2 separate regions of the Zea mays genome follow, and region 1 is linked to region 2. The links are chromatin contacts, called in public Hi-C maps. All regions are on one chromosome and are shown on one strand. Each heading gives the region's core, a stretch centred on a gene start, on an enhancer-like site or on the middle of the called end of the contact. The rest is flanking DNA. Distances are from core to core; before and after follow the strand shown.

Evidence for each region. A called contact is a pair of places that touch in the nucleus more often than the background predicts.
Region 1: a Hi-C map of ear shows a contact between it and region 2, with 2.8 times the contacts expected there. The contact joins the promoter of LOC100191614 here to the promoter of LOC100281546 in region 2. A contact is called at or near these places in 5 of 25 Hi-C or Micro-C datasets (bundle sheath, ear, endosperm and 2 more).

The regions. Positions count from the first base shown.
Region 1 is chr4:193,273,497-193,278,353 of Zm-B73-REFERENCE-NAM-5.0, reverse strand. LOC100191614 (pyruvate kinase) reads left to right here and starts at 2,189. Exons shown (of 16, transcript NM_001137043.1): 1 at 2,189-2,346; 2 at 2,503-2,599; 3 at 2,732-2,829; 4 at 2,935-3,090; 5 at 3,323-3,400; 6 at 3,499-3,630; 7 at 3,817-3,897; 8 at 4,096-4,167; 9 at 4,255-4,344; 10 at 4,751-4,857. The coding sequence starts at 2,278.
Region 2 is chr4:193,002,013-193,006,851 of Zm-B73-REFERENCE-NAM-5.0, reverse strand. It overlaps LOC100281546 (AMP-binding protein), which reads left to right and starts at 3,073. Exons shown (of 23, transcript NM_001154465.3): 1 at 3,073-3,327; 2 at 4,353-4,413; 3 at 4,490-4,567. The coding sequence starts at 3,204.

The sequences.
Region 1 (4,857 bases), core at 940-3,439, 270 kb before region 2:
CAGCTGTGCTTCTATAGGGCTCAAACGCTCCTCCGACGGCCACGACATCGCGTACACAGGACTCTAGCACCTCTCCGACAGCCACGTTGGCATGTACATAGGGCTCTGTAGGGGTGGGCAATCGGTTTTTTCGGTATATTCGGTTCGGTTTTTCGGGTGTTAGAAAACTTCGGTTTTGAGAAACAGAGAACCGATTGGTGTTTAGCCAAACAAAAAACCGACGTCTTCGGTTTTCGGTGTTCCGGTTCGGTGTTCGGTTTATACTGAAATTCACCAAACTTCAGTGCACCAATGTCCTAGCATCCTAAATTCCCACCAGCGCTATGCTTGGCTGCTCACCACCGTGGCCCATGCGTGCTGTCCACTAACTTGACGTGCGTGGGAAGGTTGATGGGCCAAGTTGGGCCATGGGCTGATTCATCAAATAATTTCAAATTGGAGCAAAACAACCAGCCAACCGCACAATCGCAGTAGTCCTTCGGTTGTTCGGGTGTTCGGTTCTTGCAAGCTGGAAACCGACACTGCCACTGAAAACCGATCTGCACACAAACAATAACCGACACCGAACCGATCAACCGAAAAAACCGAAATTTCGGTTCGGTTCGGCTCGGTTCGGTTCGGTGTTCGGTTTACGGTTTAAAAGTGCCCAGCCCTAGGGCTCTGGATCCTCTCTGCCGGACACGTTAGCATATTTCTACACCCCCATTGTACACCTGGACCCTCTCCTTGTATCTATAAAAGGAAGGGCCAGGGCCCTCATACAGGAGGGTGGTCGCGCGAGACTCCCTCTCTCCCTCGCGAACGCTTGTAACCCCTACTGCAAGCGCACCCACTCTGGCGCACGATAACACGAGCCGAGGTTTTTCCCCCCTTCGTGTCCCGTCTCGCGCCAATCCATCTGGGCTGGGGCACGCAGCGACAATTTTACTCGTCGGTCCAGGGACCCCCGGGGTCGAAACGCTGACAGTAGTATTTTCCTTTTTTTCCTTTCTATGTTATTTCCAATTTCTAAATTGCATATTAGGTTAAATCTCAACCTCATCATCAATATATTATTATTGTTGTTGTTATTGTTGTTGTTGAATGCACAAACAAATAAACTTCAACATGATGCATGGATTATTTATGTTTTATTAGAGAATTGTTCACTTTTTTCATGTGTTCTAATGAGTAGAGCAATACATATAAGAAGATTAACTCTTTTCTTATTATTCACCAGTTGGGTGTTACAGATCCGGAGGAGGACGAGCCGATACACGGAGACGGGAGTGGACGATACAAGGTAAGACGGGGGTGCTATATCCGCAGTGGGCGAAGCGACGGCTCAATCCGGAGGAAGCGAGGCGAGACTGGGGTGCTACAACGGGGTGGGTGAAGCGTGAAGGCGACTATTGGATCCAAGGAGAACGAGACGAGACAGGGAGCGGACGAGACGAGGCGAGAGTTTCACGAGACGGGGATTGTGTGCCCGGCTTTCGAACGTGTGTTTTTCCTGTCCGTGGAAACCGTTCAAAACCGAGGATACGCTTCCCTTTCAATGGACTTCCAAACGCTGATGCAGCCACATGAGTTTGTGTTACACGTGGCATGGATGAGCTGGGTTTTGGGTTTTGGCTAGTAAAGGTTCATCCGCCTTTATTTCTCGTCTCTCTTGGTACTTACAACGCCAAAAAAGAGAACGGGGAGCAGTTTTTTTATCTTTCTCACATTTTTATTGTTGATATAAATGCTCTAAATGGACGATCTAGGACGATGTTGTTAGCCAATAAAAGTACATAAACATGTTTTGGAACCCGGAGATGAACAAGCGACTTGTATCATTCATGGGCAGGACGTGTGACGTGTCCTGTCTCAAGCATCCCGTCCCATCCGGGACACCGGCTCAGTTCCAGACTTCCAGTCCCCCGGCTGCTTTGCGGTCCCGCAGCTAGTTGGGCTCTGGGCCTGGGCCTAGATCGGACCCAGCAACATGTGGCCGGAGGCAGCAGAAAACCGGCGGCGGCCGCCGTTCCCGGGACCCATCGGCGTCGGCGTGTCTCCATTTCCCGCAGCAGGGCCCATTGGAAGTTTGGAATTGGAAACCCAAAAAGCATAGGCGGGGGGTGGCAGGGGAAGCACGGAGCAAGAGATTCGTTTGCTGCCATTATTAACCGAGCCGAGCCGAGAGAGGTCAAGCAACGGACCCCCATTCGCATCTGCCTCCTTTTCCTTGGAGCCGAAGAAGAGGGAAAGGAAGGGAGGACAGCCGCCGCCGCCGCCGCCGCCGCCACCGTCAGGATGCATTCCACGAACCTCCTGCTCGAGGAGCCCATCCGGATGGCCTCCATCCTCGAGCCCTCCAAGCCCGTAAGCCTTCCGCCGTGCCGCCCGCCCGTCGTCATGTTCAGATTCGTTTCGTCGCTGATTCGTGCGGGATCGGTCGCGGAACCCCTACCTCGACTGAGACCTGACTAACTTTTGCTTTTTTCGGTTCGGTGCCGGGCGGATCCCTGCCTGGATCAGAGCTACTTCCCGGCGATGACCAAGATCGTCGGCACTCTCGGCCCCAAGTCGCGCTCCGTCGACACGATCTCCGCCTGCCTCAAGGCCGGCATGTCCGGTAACTGTTCACTCTCCGTCTCTCTCTCTCTCTCTCTCTCTCTCTCTCTCTCAATGCCGTCTGGAGCTTGCAGTCTGGCACTGGAACTGATTTGTTGGCTGGTTGGTTTGGTTTTTCCTCCTCCGACTGCAGTCGCCCGGTTCGATTTCTCGTGGGGGGACGCCGCGTACCACCAGGAGACGCTGGAGAACCTCAAGCTCTCCATCAAGTCCACCAAGAAGCTCTGCGCTGTAAGTTCACCTTGCTCTCGCCTTGTCTGGCGCCTCGGCTCTGAACGAACGAACGAATGTGCGCCACGGAGCTGACAATTGCAAGCATCCCACTCTGCGTACCAGGTCATGCTCGACACCGTGGGCCCGGAGCTGCAGGTGGTGAACAAGAGCGAGACCCCGATCTCCCTCGAGGAGAATGGCACGGTCGTTCTCACCCCTCACCGGGGCCAAGACGCCTCCTCCAGCTTGCTGCCCATCAACTTCTCTGGACTCGCCAAGGTTAGCACGTGCCCATGCCGTTCTACTAAGATCTAATATCCGATGCTGTATTTACTTCTACCGAGTACGAGATCAGCGGCAACTGCTAGTTGATCATGCCCTGACTACCAAGTTTAGATTTTTTTTGGGTTAGTTTTATGCACTATGCCGCTGCGATGCCATTCTATTAGTCTAGTCTTGTTTCCACATCACATAGTGGACAAACTTTTTAAAAAAGAATTGTTCCTTGCAGGCGGTGACACCAGGGGCAACAATATTCGTGGGACAATACTTGTTCACTGGCAGTGAGACCACCTCAGTTTGGTTGGAGGTAAAAGGCCTTCTAGCATGCTGTACCTTTAGAAAGTAGGTTTTCGTTTGTTCTCAGCATTTGCTTAAAAAAGGAACTCTCCTATCGTACTGATGTAGGTTTCTGAAGTGAAAGGAGATGATGTGGTGTGTATAATCAAGAACACAGCCACCTTGGCTGGGTCACTGTTCACGCTGCATTGCTCCCAGATTCACATTGACTTGCCCACCCTGTCTGATGAGGATAAGGATGTAAGGAACTACTCTCGAAATTGTGATTTATATATCCTTGTGTAATTGTTGCTTTGAAATCGTCTCCTTCCTATCAGAATTTCACCTTTGGTAACCTGAAAATTTGGTGGCGGAACTAGATTTGTTGTAAAGCTGCAGCCTTGTCCTTTAGCCACCCTAAGACTTACATGCATGAGTTGCTTTCAGGTCATTAGAAAATGGGGTACTCCCAATAAGATTGACTTCCTTTCTCTGTCCTACACAAGACATGCAGAGGATGTGCGCCAGGTAAACAACTTGCATTGTGGATGTATTTTGAGTTATTCTGTTTGTCCTCTCTGATTGCTGTGCTTCTAAGCAGTACCTCTATCACTACAACGAAAATGCGTCATTGCTATATTTGATACACTATCTACTGTTTGTTTGGGGTACAACACTTACGAAGAATGTTGTCAACAGTGCTAATATTTGCTTCTTGCGACACAGGCACGGGAATTCCTGTCAAAATTGGGCGATCTAAGCCAGACTCTGATTTTTGCCAAAATTGAGAATGTCGAGGTATTTTCATGTAAATCCTCTTACATCATTAGCCAGCTATCATTTGTTTGCCCTTCAAATATACATACACTCCTTATTTCTTTGCAGGGCTTGAACCAATTTGATGAAATACTGGCTGAGGCAGATGGTATCATTTTATCAAGAGGGAACCTGGGAATTGATCTTCCACCTGAGAAGGTTGGTTGTTACATATACTAATAATTTAGCAGTGGACTAGTTGAGAATACGGGCTTAAGCCTCAGTAGCTTTGTGGCCACACATTACACCCCCTCACATCTGGGTTCCATCAGATCTAGCATACTATGTGGATTTGAAGTGGGTCAGCGTGTCATATTATGTTTTCTTAATTTTTTGTTAGCATGGTCTTATACTCAAGATATTTTGACTCTATTATCAGAATTGAGTTTCATACCTGCCAGTTTTCTGAAAATCCTAAGGCATTGAGGAATGATAGACAACACACATGAACCTTAAATTTACTTCTAGTTTAGCATTTTCTGTCTCGTTCATGGATGCGATAATTTTTCATATTTCATTAGTTTACTTAGACATTGATCTTTATCACTCCAACTCCATGTTGCAGGTCTTTTTGTTTCAAAAATCTGCTCTTCACAAGTGCAACATGGCTGGAAAGCCTGCTGTTGTCACTCGTGTTGTGGACAGTATGACTGACAACCTCAGGCCTACTCG
Region 2 (4,839 bases), core at 1,824-4,323:
AGGCCTTTCGCGAGGTCTTTTAGCCTTCCAGTGGACCCGGGGGATATCTATCCCCCACAGAGATCACCCTGGCGTGACAGGCGTTTAGTTACTTCCTTCCATTTTGCCCCTGGGCCACATGTCGGGACTCAACATCCTTGTACGCGCCCCCTTGAGCTATAAAAGGGAGGGCACGCAATGTTACAAGACATGTTCTCTCACACTCACTCAAGCTCACTTAGACTCCCAGACTCACAAGTTCATACAAGCTCTCAAGCTCAATACAACACACAGTGGAGTAGGGTATTACGCTTCGGCGGCCTGAACCACTCTAAATCCTTGTGTGTTCTTGTGTTCTTCCCGATTCCATCTAGCAGGCAAAACACTTAGGCCCCTCCTCATCTAAGGATTTAGGGCGGGTGCATTCCGCCACCCGGCCGGAGAATTTCCTCTCCGACAATAGTCATAAGACTTTGCTAGCATGATCCAGATCACTCTGTATGAAAAACACAATGTTTGCCAAGTGTTAATATAATCTAAGCGCTAGTCATTCATGCTAGGATCAATTAGAATAAACCAAAACTTCAAATACATGCACCCTGGGAGTAAATTACAACACCAAAAATATACCTAGGTCTCCCTGCAAGAAAATAAATGAACAGAAAAATGAATTAACACCTTTCAACAAATATCACTATCACTTACTAAAGCATAGCCAACAAATTTCAAGGAGATAATTTGATAGTAGCAACATTATGTGTAAGGCCTAAGTGAGCATCTATGCATACGATGCTAAGATGAGGTATAACTGTAAGTGCATAAAACATTATAGGATGGGTATGTTATAGACTATAGTCACTGGATAAAGGAAGGCATCAAAATTAAAAGGGCACTTAAGGACACCAGATTATGTGTGTCAAAAGTATCACAGTTCGAAGACTGCCTCAGTGCAGAAGAACTACAAGCACTGAGTAGAGTGGAGACAGGAGTACATGATTACCCTATCAATCATAGAATGATCGTATAGGATTAACCAAAAATAAAAACACGACCTGGAGGATCTAATTCACAACAATTCAACAGAATAACTAACAGACCAAATACACTCTCTAGCGTGACTGAATCTACACAAGAAACAAGGATTGGTTTTTTACTCTAATATTGTGAAAATAGATACACACACAATAGATAGGGGAATCTGTCCATTACCCTATCGTGGTCATCACAGTCCTGAGTCCTCGGGCGTACTTGATCTCCGAGTCGATGATGCCCAGTAGCTCGGCATCTGAGTTGGGTCTCATCTTAGGCACCAAGGAGTACGTCATCGTGCGGGGCTTTGGCAGGCCACGGCGACAGCGAGGAGCCGAAGCAGGACAATGTTGCGAGCGTGATGAAGTCGTGAAAGCGGTGGCACATGGAATGGCGGTGCTGGTCGAGGTCAACGCGGCAGACGCTGGTGACGAGGTAGGAGACGTAAGTGGTTGCGGATTCGGGGACGAGCGAGGTGGTGGCAGACTCAGCTTTAATCGCCGAATCAGAGACGGTGAGGAGGGCGTACTCGGAGGCCGCCACCGCGTGGATCTTGGCGACGTGGAGAGGACGAACGAGGTGGTGGCAGACTAAGCTTCAATCACCGGGTCGGAGACGGTGAGGAGGGCATACTCGGAGGCCGCCACCGCGCGGATCTCGGTGACACGGAGGAGGACGAGGAGACGGAGGACGGGGAAGAGAACGCCAGACACGATCGAGGGCGAGGAGATGGAGCACGGGGAGGAGACGGCGCGAGATTGGAGGGTGGAAGAGAGCGACGCGCAGACACGAGATTAGCGGGGATAGAGAGTAGAGCGGATGCAGACCTTCCAGTACGCCCTTCCATGAACGGTGCGGAGGCTGATGACTTTGGGCCGACGATGGTGCAGATGGGGAATGGAGGTGGCGTCGCGGACAATGAACGGAGGCGGCGACACGGAGGTAAGAAACCCTACCTGGCGTGAGAAACAGAGAATTGGAGGGGCGGGAGGGCGGAGGGAGATGGTAGGCACAGGGGATCTGTGCCGTCGAAGGAAGGAGCAAGCGGCTCCAGGAAGCGCGGAGGGAGGCGAGCGCGGATGGCGGCGGATGGAGCGCGGAGGGAGATGGCAGGCTCGGCGCGCGACGGCAGAACCGTAGAATTGTGGACGCCTACGATAGGCACATAGTTAGTAGTAGAGATTGAGCGGGGTCTGGACTCTCTCATCTCCCTCAGCCTTACGTTTACACAGGTCCGTCTCTAGTATAGCCGTGGGGCATTAATTAATTAAAAAATATACTGTTAGAAGACATCACATTGAGGCCTCCGTCCACACCCACCGATTATTATGTATTATAGACTATAGTAGAGCGTGTTTGGTTAGCCCGGTAGAACAATGTTTTGGATCGAGATCATCGTCAATTCTGCTCGTCTGATGGGTTGGCTACCGTCGCCAAACGGACCCAAACGTACGTAGAAGAAACTCCAATGTGGACATCTAGCAGCAGCAGGAGGCACGCAGAAACGATGATGATAGCGTAGCGACGTCGTTCACACCGCGGCGCGTTCCTACCACGTTGCGTTTCCACATGCAATGCAGGACGTGGTCACCGCGCGCCGTGTCGTTGCCGCTCAGTCTCTTCCCACACCGCCGGACGCTCTGCGGGGCCGCGCGTCCGCCCGTGCCGTGTCCTGCCATGCCATGCCGTGCCGTTCCGTGCCGCGTCGCGTAGCGTAGCGTCGCAGGACGAGACGAGAGACGCGCGCACGCAAGCAAGCAAACTGACGCTTGAGACAGCAATTTTTTGTTTATGTCGTTATTATTATATATTTGTAATTACTAGTATTATCCCTATAGACGGCGGGCGCCAAAAAGGCGTCGGGAGCGCCGATGCACACTTGATTCCATCTAGAAACCGTTTTTTTTTTTTGCCTACTATACTATACGGCTAGTAGTAGGCGCACGCAAGCGGCAAAGCGAGCGAGCACGAGGAGCCGTGTCCGTCTCCGTCCGTCCCCGACCGACGCGACGGCGACGCACCATATCGCTATCCCTACCCTCTCGGTTCCCACGCCAACAACGCATATCCGCCACCTCGGGGGGTCCCTCCCTCCTCGGCCTCGCGCGCGCCTTCCCACACATCCTCCTCCCCCCCACGCCACGAAACGCCAAAGGGAGGGAGCCCGAGCCTAGCAGGAGCAGCGCAAGGAAACAATGGCGCGGGAGGAGCAGGAGCAGTCCGCATTGGGCGCCGCCCACGTCCACCACCACCAGCCTCCGGCCGGCGGATGCGGCCTCTCCGCCAACCCCACCGCCGCCGCAGCCGAGTACGCCCACGGTACGTACGCCGCGCTCCCCCCCCCCCCCTTCCCTCCCTGTCACCTATCGCCCCTCCTCTCCAGTTCGGGATGCATGCGGCGCCGCGGGGTGGGATGTCAGGCTCGGAGGGAGCTACTCCGCCATATACTTATACTATTTACTATTTTACCATCGCTACAATACCCACCCGCCGCCGTCCTGTGTGGGACGACGAGACGAATTGAGCCGATCCGAAGCGCTCTAGAGCTAGTCGCAGGCAGCCGTGTCGGGGGCGCGCGTCGGCTGCCGGAGCCGCACACGGGGCGCCGCCACGTACCAGCAGCGGATCGATCGCTTGACCGCTCTACCTTTTTTTAACCGTATACTAGTATAAGACTGCGAACCGCCGCTTTTTTGCACTGAATCGGGGACTCCTCTTCAGATGGCAATGGACTGGGGTGTCTCATCCCTTTTTTGACTTTTCTCCCTATATATCGAAATATCTAATGCTATGGGTAGGCCGGCAGCCCCCACAGTTTTGATGCAGGAAACGGTGGTGCGAGTGAAAAAAAGAAGAAGAGGTGCTGCTCTTTCAGTTTGGATTTTGGAATTCGCTTCTGCTGTGCCTGTGTCGGCTGATTACGGTGCACCCACTTTGTTTAGTGATGGAGACTAGAGAGGACGCTGGTTGTTTCATGCAAACGAGATCCTCTTGCCGTTGCGATGCACATGTATCAACAGTATGACATGCTGCTATAAAGTATAAACAATGGAAAGCATAGAGAAACTGTATCCCTATATTAATCGATGCAGTGGGCAGGCTTACGTTCGAATCTGTACACTGTTTTTTTTTTACAATTAATGTGGACATCAATGGTTTGCTGCTATCTGTTGCTTACCTGCCCATCGCCCAATACCCATCGGCCCCATTTATATCATTCCCAGTTTCAACTGTTCATGTTTCAGTGAGCGACCATTTCTCAGAGGCAACATGCATATTTTCCATCTGTATCCAAACCTAAGATTTCATTAGCACTTGACTTTTCATGTCTTTTTATTCAACAGAACAGGGCTACAGTGTCGTTCTGCCTGAGAAGCTGCACACTGGAAAGTGGAATGTGTACAGGTAGGTTACTTACACGTTAAGCTGCATTTTGCTTCTTGTGGTGGCCCATATAAACTAACCACTTCCTGTCTTGCAGATCTGCACATTCTCCTCTAAGATTAATAAATAAATTCCCTGATAACCCGGAGATTGGAACGCTGCATGATAATTTTGTGTAAGAGTTCTCAACATCTCTCATGTGACTTCAAATCCTTTACTAGTTGAACTCCAATGCCTTACAGTGGAATAAACAAATCATGGTGCTATTTGAGTAATCACTAATCATCATAGAAACTAATTTATCTTCCGAATAACCTCTGACATTGGAAAGTTGCTAGTAGAGCTGGGAGTCTTAGGGTCTGTTTGGTTGGGCTGTGGCTGTGAAAAAAGTTGCTGTGGACTGTGAGCTGTGGAAAAAGCTGCTGTAGGCTGTAAGCTGTTAAAAAG